Linked DNA regions of Mus musculus: region 1 is linked to region 2. A link is a contact called in public HiChIP or PLAC-seq data. All regions are on one chromosome and are shown on one strand. Each heading gives the region's core, a stretch centred on a gene start, on an enhancer-like site or on the middle of the called end of the contact. The rest is flanking DNA. Distances are from core to core; before and after follow the strand shown.

What was found. HiChIP or PLAC-seq counts read pairs in DNA pulled down with a chosen protein or histone mark.
Region 1: a contact with region 2 is called in a BATF HiChIP or PLAC-seq map of CD8 T cells, with 5 read pairs. The contact joins two enhancer-like sites. A contact is called at or near these places in 1 of 15 datasets of contacts at CTCF or cohesin (CD8 T cells), 2 of 484 Hi-C or Micro-C datasets (bone marrow-derived macrophages and nephron progenitors) and 1 of 115 datasets of contacts at active chromatin or transcription factors (CD8 T cells).

Annotation. Positions count from the first base shown.
Region 1 is chr4:63,682,593-63,688,514 of GRCm38.p6, forward strand. No RefSeq gene overlaps it. Among named protein-coding and RNA genes, the nearest start is that of Gm42294, 11 kb to the right of the region's middle. Within about 2 kb of position 3,764, at least 15 of the 459 cell types and tissues checked have an H3K27ac peak or open chromatin away from gene starts, as enhancers often do. A contact at or near this core is called in CD8 T cells, where this site is marked.
Region 2 is chr4:63,881,823-63,887,664 of GRCm38.p6, forward strand. No RefSeq gene overlaps it. Among named protein-coding and RNA genes, the nearest start is that of Tnfsf8, 23 kb to the left of the region's middle. Within about 2 kb of position 4,564, at least 6 of the 459 cell types and tissues checked have an H3K27ac peak or open chromatin away from gene starts, as enhancers often do. A contact at or near this core is called in CD8 T cells, where this site is marked.

The DNA of each region.
Region 1 (5,922 bases), core at 2,514-5,013, 200 kb before region 2:
GATGTTATGGTCTACACCCTCTGTCACCTGACCTGAAGCCCTGATTACTTTCTTCCTGTAATTAAGTTTACAGCTTTTGCTCTTAGGCCTTTACTATACCATTTTAAAGTTGGTAACTGAGTTATGAAATTGATTTACAATTCATACAGGGAAGAAAAACTGCCTAAGAAAACAACAGTCCAGGACCAAGAGTAAGGAAATCAGATGTCAAGTTCAATGATATTATGTAACACTACTATATGTAATATATGTATATATATACGTATACATATACATATACATACATATAATATATAACATATATATATGTATGTATGTATCTGTAAATGTACATACATTGATCCCAATACTTTGTATCGATCCATGTGCTACTTCTTATTTTGTGCCTTCACCACTTACACTGGAAACCACTGTGTTAAAATCTAAAAGCAAATCCACAAACAAACAAACATCAGATGTGGAGGCATACACCTGGAATCCCAGCTTTCATATGTGAGGGAGAACTAAGAAGATTCTTGCTCAAGTTCAAGGCTAGGTCTATGTAGCAAGTTCCAGGCTAGCCAGGGATACCCAGCAGGACTCTGTCTCAAAAACATGAAACAGCCGTTCTTCCTTCTCTTCGCGCCCCACAAGCAACTTCCGACTTATGGAGCTTGCCTTTGACCTTCATCACAGCGGTGTGCTTACACAACCATTTTGTAAGTTCCTTTCCACCCGCACTCCTAGGGTTTATTCCTGTTGCTATAGTTATATTTCATTTCCTCTGCCAAACGGTAGTCCACTGTGTAAATGTCGCACGGTGTGTGTTTAGTGTCTGGTAGTAGGCGCTTAGTTTCTCTGTGTATTCTCGACAATATTACTTAGGCTATTCTCACATACACTCCTCTGGGAAGCAGCTGTGACTCTTGCTAACGTTTTTAAAACTGTAAGGAAGGTGCACACGTGTAATGTGTGGTTGAAAACATTCTGCTTGCTTCGAATTAAACAAGTGAATTGTTTTCTTGGTACGGAACAATTAAACCTTAGGGCATTCCAGAAGGCTAATATTTCATTGTACAAAATAACAAGTTCCTGCAATTAATTTCTTAAAATAAAGGTGTCCTGGGAATCTTTAACTCTGCAGCTTTCATTGAACTGTTTTTAAAAATTCTTATTTAGGTTTCATAATCTTAGAGAGTTTGTATCCTGGCTTCTTAACCAGACAAGAAGCTATGTGGGGATGTAGAAAACATAAGGACGTATCCCTTCCATTAATGGGGAAGAAATGGAGACTCAGCAACATTAAGAAATCTGAACAACAGAACTGGGCATCGATCCAAAGCCAACTCATGTCTCCCCATCTGGTGCTGAGGGCATGGTTGGTACCCTCCTCTCCTTGGTCTGCTCCTACCCTTGCTGCTGTGGATGGCATAGGAGGAAAGGAAATCTGCATTCAAGAGGCTGACTCTCCAAGAATCGCTACTATTTCTTCGCATGTGTGCGTGCTCATGTATGTGTGTTTCTGTGAGTTCCTATGAAGATCGGAGGTCTGTCAGACCTGGGATTTACCCAGGTGCATTCCACCTTGATATGGGAGGCAACATCTCAATGGCTTGGATCTTTTCAAGTACAACAGGTCATCTGGCTAGTGGGCCTCAGTTTTCCACCTGTTTCCACATTCCTCACAGTGGGATTAAAAGCCCACTAAACACCATGGGCCACTCTGCTAGGAGTCTGAGTTTATTTTTTGTATCAATCCATGCAATGTGGATCTTGCTATCTGTATTTCCCAAGTTAAGGAGAATGAAGCTGAGAACAAGTGATTCTAAAGCAAAGCTCAGTACTCCTGTCACACCCTATTCTATCGCAGAGCTCAGTACTCCTGTTACACCCTATTCTATCGCAGAGCTCAGTACTCCAGTCACACCCTATTCTATCGCAGAGCTCAGTACTCCAGTCATACCCTATTCTATCACAGAGTTCAGTACTCCAGTCACACCCTATTCTATCGCAGAGCTCAGTAGTCCAGTCACACCCTATTCTAACTTCCCTACTCCTCACAAATTAGCCTGTTTTCTTCACTCCAGAGTGAAGAGACAGCAAACCTGGCCCTGATAAGTGCTGCCTTCCACTGGACTTTGATGGAGCACGCACATCTTTGTTGTTGGAAGCAGAGCGATGACATCAATGGCTGCAATAACCATAAAGTTTTGACTGATGTGCATTTGTGAGGACACAGCCCTGGACTCACACTCACACTGAGCCCTCTGTGATCTTTTTTTTTTTTTTTTTTTTAACTCTCTGGCTGGACTATAAGAAGTGTATTCACGCGGCATTTGAAAGAGAGAAGGGAGGGGCATGTGGGAGGGTTGGAAGGAGGAAAGGGAAGAGAGAAATGTTTTAGTTATAATATAATCTCATAAACAGAAAAAAAGAATGGGGTATGTGCAGTTGAGTGGGCTTGAGTTCAAATATTCATGAGTGTGACCTTGAATGGATTACTTAAGTTCCTCAGCCTCAAGTTATTTCACTTGCAAACTGGGGACAGTGAGGAGAGCCTTCCTCACAGGGTTCTTATGACCGTTAACCCGTGCAAACCTCTTCAAAGAGCACTACTGTAAATACTCAGTATTAGCTACTGGTGTTGTTGAGTGCCTGCTAACAGAGTAGATCATTGAAGCAGGCCAACATCCAGGCTCCTGTCGAGGATGAATGATTCTGTGACCCATCACAGAGGGGAGGGGAGTAAATGACACGAACATGGTGTTCTCATGGAGTCAATTAGACTCTTACAATAACCCTGCAAAGCTGACCGAGTCTACTAGATGCCCCATTATCTAGAAAGCTACGTCTGGTGACCAACTCAAGATCCTCCCTTCTTTTTTCCCTTCCTCCCTCTCTTTGTTGCTATGGAAAACAGATTTGTATATATTTGTGGCCCTGATGTCTCAGTGTCTGTGAACATTGTAATATATTAACTCAGGTTGAACAAACACACAGATGACTTTACATCCCCCTCACCCCATGTTTTTTCCTGAGGACAGAGCTTACCGTCTGCCATGTGGGATGTATTCTTTCCTATGATTTCCGTTTGAAGAGACCAGATATTAAAAAAAAAATCAAAAGGAGCACTCTGTCCCTATTGTAAAGACCCACCACATTTCCCATCTCTCTGACTTTAATTAATATGGCAAAATGGGACTGTCAGATGTCTTAAGTAAACTTTGTTCCAATTGATGTAGTTCACTTGTGCATGAAGGGGATTTGCTTTGAAACCCTTTGGACTTATCTTCAAGGGCAGAGATCGATGTGTGAATTCAAGGATCTTTCTCTAGTTCCTGGGGAAGTTGGGCACTCTGTTATTCCTTTCTCTGAGAACTCTCCAGTTATGCTTGGGACTGCATCCATGTTTCCAAGAAGTTGCCATAGTTATAGCAGTTTGTTAGTATGAAAACCACAACACTAACACAGTACATTCTGCTGAGAAGAAGGGTTACTTTTTTGCCAGTTACAACTGGGTGGGGAATTACCCGGTTTTGGCTGGAATTTAGCTCCAGTGCTATGGCTGATAGTGTCCTTGAGCTGTATCAAGGAGTCAGGAGCATGTGAGCAGGACCCCACAGTGAGGGGAAGGTTTGGTGTTCTATGTGGAGGGGTTCATGAGACTGAGATCTGGCCCTGGCTCTAACATTTGTTCTTGGTGTGACCTTGGTCATGGACCTCTCTTTTAGACTGTTTCTGTGTCTCAGGTCAATGAAGTTGTTAGAGAGCTTGTCCAGCAGAGGGTGATATTCCTCCTATTTTGGCTGGGCCCTACTCTGAGAAGCCAGATCACTTACTGCCCTGGGGGAGGAATCCATGATCTAGTCCCTGGTGGAGCTAGATCCCATGTGGGTTTTTAGATTTGTAGCTGGCCAGAGTTCTGCACAATATTGTTGTTGTTGTTGTTAAACCTCACATCATCTTCTAGGTTGTGTATTAGCCTTCCATTTCCCAGGCCAGGGAATTGTCGGGTTCCAAAGCAACTCAGGTCAATTGGCTAGCCATGGTGCCTGTTAGCATACCACAAAGCAGATGCTGGCCCCCAGGATCACCCATTACCTGTGGCTTCTCTTAGCTCTCCTTGCTCTGTTTAGTACCCTGAACCTCTCCAACCCATAGACTCCCCTTCCCTTCTCAAGCTTTCTCCCTTATATAACCCTGGCATTTCAGCCACAGGTTCCATTGGTTCTGTTGTCCTTGGTCTTCTTTTCTTGTTCTCTGCCCTCCCCTCCTAGACCCCATGGCCTGGTCCAATCTGCTGGCCATGTTTTCTGTCTACTGCTTTCTCTCCGTGCTCTGGACTCTTGCAGGTGCCTCTGGCTGTACTCTTCCTCACATCTACGATAAATACCTTCTCCTCAACCATACCTTGGAGCAGCCATATCTTCATTTCGCCCTTGAAGCACCTTGGGGAATTGAGAGGACCTGCCTAGGATCCTGCTGGGCCTTTTTCCCATGGACTGCATCAGGTAGCCATTGTTTGTAAAGAGCTTCTGTTGACCATAGAAGATCCTTGACACATATACTGAGGAGGGCAGAACATGAAATCCTATTAGAGTTCAGGGGGAGCCTCACTGTGTAGCTCCATACAATCTCCTTTCCCATAAAGCTTTCCTTTTTTTTAGTGAAGGGTCTGTGAAATGTGACCTCAGGAAGGACAGCAATGGCCCCACGTTGCAGACAGTGGAATCCACTCTAACTTACCTAAGTAGCAAATGGGAATTTTTAGAGGATATCAGGAAACTCTCAGAATCTCCAGAGGAGCCAGAGGAGAAAATTTGAAATGGTGTAGCCATAAATAGTGCCCAGCCACGCTGTGGGGGCTTTTCTGGAAAAAAATCACCACTTACACAACTTCTCAGTAATTGGGATTTTGACACTGTCCACCCCATGGAAGCTAAGACTGAGTGAGGCCTTCTGTGTGGAGGGGTCCGGCTGGACACGTAGCTTGATTCAAATCTCCCTGTGGATCGACTTTACAGCGAAGGAATGCAGGCTGCGAGAGAGTGTAAGGTTTGCTCAGTTAAACCTCGCTGACTTCCAGGGTTGAGTGTGAGGACTTCCAGCTGGAGCTAGGAGTTGCCCTGAGTCATTAAAGGGCATTTTCTAAGAGAGGAGCAGCACCGCTGGCTTCTCTTTTTAATCCTCTTAAATATAGTACTTTGGAAGGAACACAGCCGAAGGAATATTAATTTCTTGTTTCATTTTGTTGGTGCTGGGGACTGAGGCTAGGTTGTCACTCCTGCTAGGAAAGTGTCTGCAACCGAGCAGTTCCCAGCTCTTACAATTTTTTGTCTTTCTTTAAGTTTGAGATGGCTTTGCTAAGTTGCTTGGGCAACTTAAGCCTTCAACCTACTGTTCTCTCGCTTCATCCCTCCAAATAGCAGGGTGTGCAGGCCTGGACCACTGGAGCCAGGTGCATTCTTATTTCACGCTTATTTTATTGTCTTAAGCTTCTGCTCCTCTGGTGAGCCCTGAAGGGGAGCAATTCCCACTCGATGCTCTGGGGCATTTCCTTGATCTAAAAACAAAATATTCCTGGACTCTGGAGATATCGTATCATAGACTCACTCAGTCTTTTCAAGTCATCAACCAGGAAATAGTCTCAAGACATTTTTTTTGTTGTTGTTGTTCAAAGTCAAACAAAAAAAGTAAGAGCTGCATTTAACAAATGTTGACGGCGTCTTTGTATTCATGATACTAGGTGAAAGGCAGAGATGTTCTTAGTTGCCATGGAGTTTCATATAAACAAAAGGAACATTTACTAACCGTAAAGTCATTTGGAAAAAAAATACTTTAAGACAGTTTTCTTTTCTTAAAAAAATTAACTTAAAAATTAATTCTTTGAGAATTTTCTCCTTGTATGCCATGAACTAGATTGATTCCATGTTTCTTTTCCAG
Region 2 (5,842 bases), core at 3,314-5,813:
TAAAGCAGACACTGTTGTTCCCTGAAACTGTCTCCAGGGTGTATCTCTACACCTTTCCTGGTCCACAGACATTGCTGTCTTTTGGGGAGATGCCGCAGTAATAACAGTATAGTTATGGGTTTCTGTAATGGCTTCTACTTCAAAACAAAGCTTCTTTTATGAGTGGTGGAATAAGGGTATCTGTGGATATAAGGATAGGTATTATAAATGCTGGCAGTAGTAGGCTCTCCTCTCAGGTCCCTGACTGGATCAGCCACAGGTAATGAAGCTAGGGTTACTGTGCCAGGCATGATATCTTTCCTTCCTGCTGTACTGGCCTTCAGCCCAAGTGTGTAACTGTTGGTTACATCCAAGATATAGATGTGCTTATTGCACCCTCGGGTATATTTTGCCGTGCTGTTATTTGTTGTGGTTTGTTGTGGTTTGTAGGTTTTCCAGATGGGCAGAACTTTGAATTGCTTTTCTCCCTTCACAGCTAGCATAGCACCTTCAGACAGGAGAAAAGCTAATCTTCAGGAGTAGGCTTCTAGTTCAGTTGCAGCCAGATTCCCTCAAGTTCGGTGCCTGAAGTATGGGGTGCCTTCAGCAATAGGGTCTTCATATTCTGTGAGGTGACCAAGATCAATGGCAATAGCCTATGTTGTTTCTAGAGTGTCTTGGATTTCTCTGACCAATGACTTCAAGGGTTGTTTCCTGTGGCTGACACTGCAGTTTTTTTTAAGTGTTTGGTTCTTGTTGGGTCAATGTCAATATGTATGTATGCATCTATATGTATATGCATATATGTACACAGGTATGCATGTACACTCATGTGCATATATATATATACATACATGCACATACATACATACATATATATATATATATATATATGTTATATATGCACACACACACACACACACATATATATATATATATACATATATATACATATATATATATATATATATATATATATATATATATATATATAAACACAAAATATGCTTCCCTGTGGCTTTTCCAATTGTTCTTAGTGTTCCTTACTCCTCCCTCCATCTTCCTCACTCCCTCTCCCTCAGTATTTCCCTCCCCTCTCCCATGATAAAGTTCCCTGTTGTTTTCTCCATACCCACTTCATAGTTCCTATTTCCTACTACCTCCTCATGCAGAGTTTCTTTTGTCTCCACCACTATTCCCTTTTCTCTTGTTTGTATGGTTACTCCAGCTTGCATATTAATCTCTAAAGATTTAGAACTGTAAACCACAAATAGAAAAGAACATGCATTTATTGGTATTTAAGTTCATTGAACTGTTTGTTCTTATTTCCTTAAACTTCTTGAGTTCTTTGTGGAAGTTTGTGATAGTTCTTTCACGTTCTGTGTCCTGGGGCTCATCTAGTTAAATCTCATTGGAAAGTGTTTCTATAGCACTGGGAGATTGCAAGTGGGGCATGATGTCTTGGCCTTTAAAATGGTTTGTGTTTTTGTGATGAGACATAGGCATATGAATCTATTTCACTGGCTGTGTGTCTGACATGAGATTCTAGCATGCTTCTGTTGAGTGGAAGTTCTGGTTCTGTTTTTATTATTGCCCAAGTTTGTTTGGTCTGCATAAGTTTGCACACTTGCTATTATGTGCAAGCTATCCTTGACTCTGGAGTGTGAGTATGGTGTCATGGGTCAGGGCTCTTGGTCATTGTTGTGGTTTAAATGGGAACAACCCCCATAGACTCATATGTTTGAATACTTGATCTCCAGTTAGTGGAACTATTTGGGGATGATCAGGGATGTGGCCGTGTCTGAAGAGGCATGTACTGGGGTTTAGGATAAAAAGAAAAACCTTGTCAGAAAAATCTTGCTGGCATATGCAATAGTGTCTGTGTTTGGTGACTGATTATGGGATGGATCCCTGGGTGGGGCAGTCTCTGCATGGTCCATACTTTTGTCTTAGCTCCAAACTTTGTCTCTGTAACGTGTAAGGCTACGCCAGTGCCTGGCAAATACAGAAGTGGATGCTCACAGCTATTGGATGGAACACAGGGCCCCCAGTGGAGAAGTTAGAGAAAGTACCCAAGGAGCTGAAGGAGTCTGCAACCCTATAGGTGGAATAACAATATGAACTAACCATTACCTCCAGAGCTCATGTCTCTAGCTGCATATGTAACAGAAGATGGCCTAGCTGGCTATCACTGGGAAGAGAGGCCCCTTGGTCTTGCAAACTTTATATGCCCCAGTACAGGGGAACACCAGGGCCAAGAAGTGGGAGTGGGTGAGTAGGGGAGCAGGGCAGGGGAAAGGGTATAGGGGACTTTCTGGATAGCATTTGAAATGTAAATGAAGAAAATATCTAAAAACAAAAAAAAATACAAAAAAAAAACCCCAAAAAACAAAACAAAACAAAACAAAATAAACCGTGTGCTATTCCCAGTCTCTCTCTCTTTCTGCCTCTAACTTTTATATCAAGATGTATGCTTTCAGCTCTACCTCTTTGGACTCTAACCCTCTGATACTGCAAACTGAAATTAAGTGCTTTCTTTTTAAGTTGCCTTGGTCGTAGTGTTTTATCATAGCAATAGAAAAGTAAGAAGATATGTGCTCACCAGATGAGGTCAGTCAATAGTATGATTCTGAGGCTAAGCCTAAGAATTGGAGATAGCACAGGCAGGGAAGCTTCAGGGACACACTAGCCTAGGCACAAATCTGTGTCTCAGATGAAGCCAGGAGGGGAGATATGGTGCAGACAGGTTAGGATTCAAGAAACTCACCAAATTGGACCAGTTATCAGGATGTGTTGTCTGAGCTAAGCCAAGATGTAGGGAACAAACAGTGCAGGCAGGACTCACCAGGCTAGAGCAGAGCCCAGGATATGGCACCTATGCTAGGTTTGGAGCCTGAGGAGAGTAGAGATGAGCTAGGGCCAGGAGGACTCACCAGACAGTATCAGAGCACAGAATGTGTATCCAGGCTAGGGTCAGGTGAGCATACCAAACTCAGCCAGTGTACTGCATGCATGACTTGGGCTAAGACTGATTTTATTTATCGTATTGTGTGTTCCTATGAGTGGTGTGTGTGTGTGTGTGTGTGTGTGTGTGTGTGTGTGTGTATACTGTGGCACAAGTGAATAGGTCAGAGAATAACTTATGGGAGTAGGTATTTTCTTCTGTCGTGTGGATCTCAGAGATTAAACTCAGGCCATCAGTCTTTGCAGCATGTATGTTTACCTAGTAAGCAATTTTAACAGAGTACTAGAATATTTGTATTTGGTGGATTTTAGTTTCTTGTTTGTTTATTATTTGTTTGTTTATAGCTGGGATCTCACTTGGTAGCCACAGCTGTCTGGGAACTCACTGTGTAGAGTAGGCTTGGTCTCTAGTTCACAGATATTCATCTGCCTCTGCCTCCTGACTGCTGGAATTAAAGATGCATGTAGCCATGCCTGCTTCTGATTTGTTTTTAATTTCTAATTTTAAATATTTTAAATAGAAATTTGATTATATCATTTAACATTTTCTTCTTCTAATTCATTTTATCTTGCTTTATTTCAAATTCATAGCCTCTGGCCTCTCTTATTTAGTACATGTGTGCATGTTATATGTGTGTGCGCACACACACACATGCTTGCATGCTTATGTGTATATATGTGTGTGAGTGCACATTGTAACTTATATGTATATGATTTCAGGGCTGACCACTTGGTGTTGTGTGGATCTTCCCTGAAAAAAGGCTATTTTCTCTTGCTCTCAATATTTCGTATTTGCCTGCAATTCTTTGTGTAGGGCTGGGCCCATGAGCTTTTTTTCCTCCATGTTCACATGCTGCTTGGTTTTATCCTTGGCAGCCATGTTGTTGAGACTTCATAGGTATGCTTTCCCTGACATTTCAATGAGAGGAAATCTGATGCAGATATCTTGCTTCCCTGGATCTTACGGAGTCTTCCTTCTCTGCCTTCTTCTCTGTTTTTCCTGAATCTTGGGTGCAGTAGTTATGTTATAACTGAATTCATGGGGCTGGGCATGTGACCACACAGGTACATGACCACATGGGCACATGACCATCTGGCCACTTGTTCTCTGCATTTTGACCAGTTGCATTTTACAGTAGTGGCTTCTCTATGGTTAGACTCTGGGGCAAGATGTACCACTTCGTTTGTTTAAATGTTTCATTTTATTTTTGTGTGGAGTGTGTGCCTATATGTGGCCATGTGAACTTGAGTGCAGGTGCCCATGGAGGCTGAAAGTGTCAGATGCCCTGGAGCTGGAATTAATGAAGGTTGTGATCCACTTGACATGGGTGCAGGGAACTGAACCCAGAACCTGCAAGAGAAGCAAGTGCTCTGAATCACTGAGTTATCTCTCCAGCATCCAACCTTCCCTTCCTGAAACATTTTTTGAGCTAACACGACAGGACTGCATAGAATCTCAGGAGTGGGGGCTGGTTATCAGAAAACCCCTTCTGAGATCCAGTTATCTTTCATGTGCTTTTATTAGCAACTGGTGTTTTATTTTGGAAATGCTGGCTGTGGTCTAAAATGTGTTATCATTTCCTGCCACCATGCCAGCTTCTGAGTATGTCTTTTTATGAACAAAGCCAGGCATCTTCGTGAAATGAAACAGAAATCTCTTGAGAGCAAGAGATTGACTATGGCTGCTAGTCTTTACTGTCTGATCTTGGAGGATGGAAACACTGTCTGTTCTAGAATCCTATGATTCCTGTGAATCTTTAGCACACAATTTTACCTGGGTGGTGTCATAGAATTATGATGAGAAATTCGGTGAGTTATCGGCACATGATTTAGGTGTACATAAAGAGATCAATATTTTTTAACCAAGGGAGGGCCTAAGGAAGATTTATATGTAAGAGAGAAGGGAGGCAGGGGGAGAAAAACCCACATTCAGGGCATGTAGAAAATGGAAAGCTCTCGTGAGCATATTTTGGGTAAATGGCTTACATGGCATTAAAAAAAATTAGTTTAGGGGGCACAGTGCCACAGGGAAAACAAGTAAAACCAGCCCTGGCCTTTGCATTTTCAACTGAGAAGAGGGTCAGTCATAGGGACTGAGCCCTGAGCTTGGGGAATCTAGTGCTAACTTGAATTATGTAGTTTCACCACTGAATTGAACTAGGGAACATCCAACCAATGTTCTCTATTACAGCACAGCCTGCTTGATGTGTAGCGAAAAGCTACAGGTACACACCAGGGGTGAAATGTGAGGCATGATGGAAATGTATAGCAGGAAAAAAGCTAAGTCTGCATGGGGCTGATTCTTTTTCTTCTGTCTTTTGAGCCAGACTTTAAACCCATTCCTAGACGCTTTACTTTGTGAAGCCCATACCTTAGTTACTTCCACCTTCTCTCTTCTTCTAATCTTAATAAATCTATCAGCACATCTCTATCTCCTACGTAATGATTACTTATATTTTTAATCTTTATTTTTGAAGTCTTTGTATATTTTTGGCAAAGATCTTTTCTCAGGTGAAGGCTCGACAAAGATTTTCTCATGTTCATTCTATTCATTGACTTCACAGTTTTCTTCCTGCACTGGTTGATTTTAGCTTATTATGATCCCCTTTGTTGATGGCTGGTCTTATTTCCCATTCTACCAGAATCTTATTCATAAAGTCCTTATCTGTGCCTATAGTTTGAGTTACGCACCCTAATTTCTCATCTGGCAGGTTCAGGGTATGAGATCTCACATTGGAGTTCTTGATCCATTTGAAGTTGAGTTTTGTGTAGAATGAGAGAGGAAGATTTATTTATTTATGTATTTATGTATTTATTTATTTTTTCATTGCATGCTGAAATCCAGTTTCCTGGAACAACTTGTTGAAGATGCTATCTTTTTCGAGTGTGTGTGCTTTAT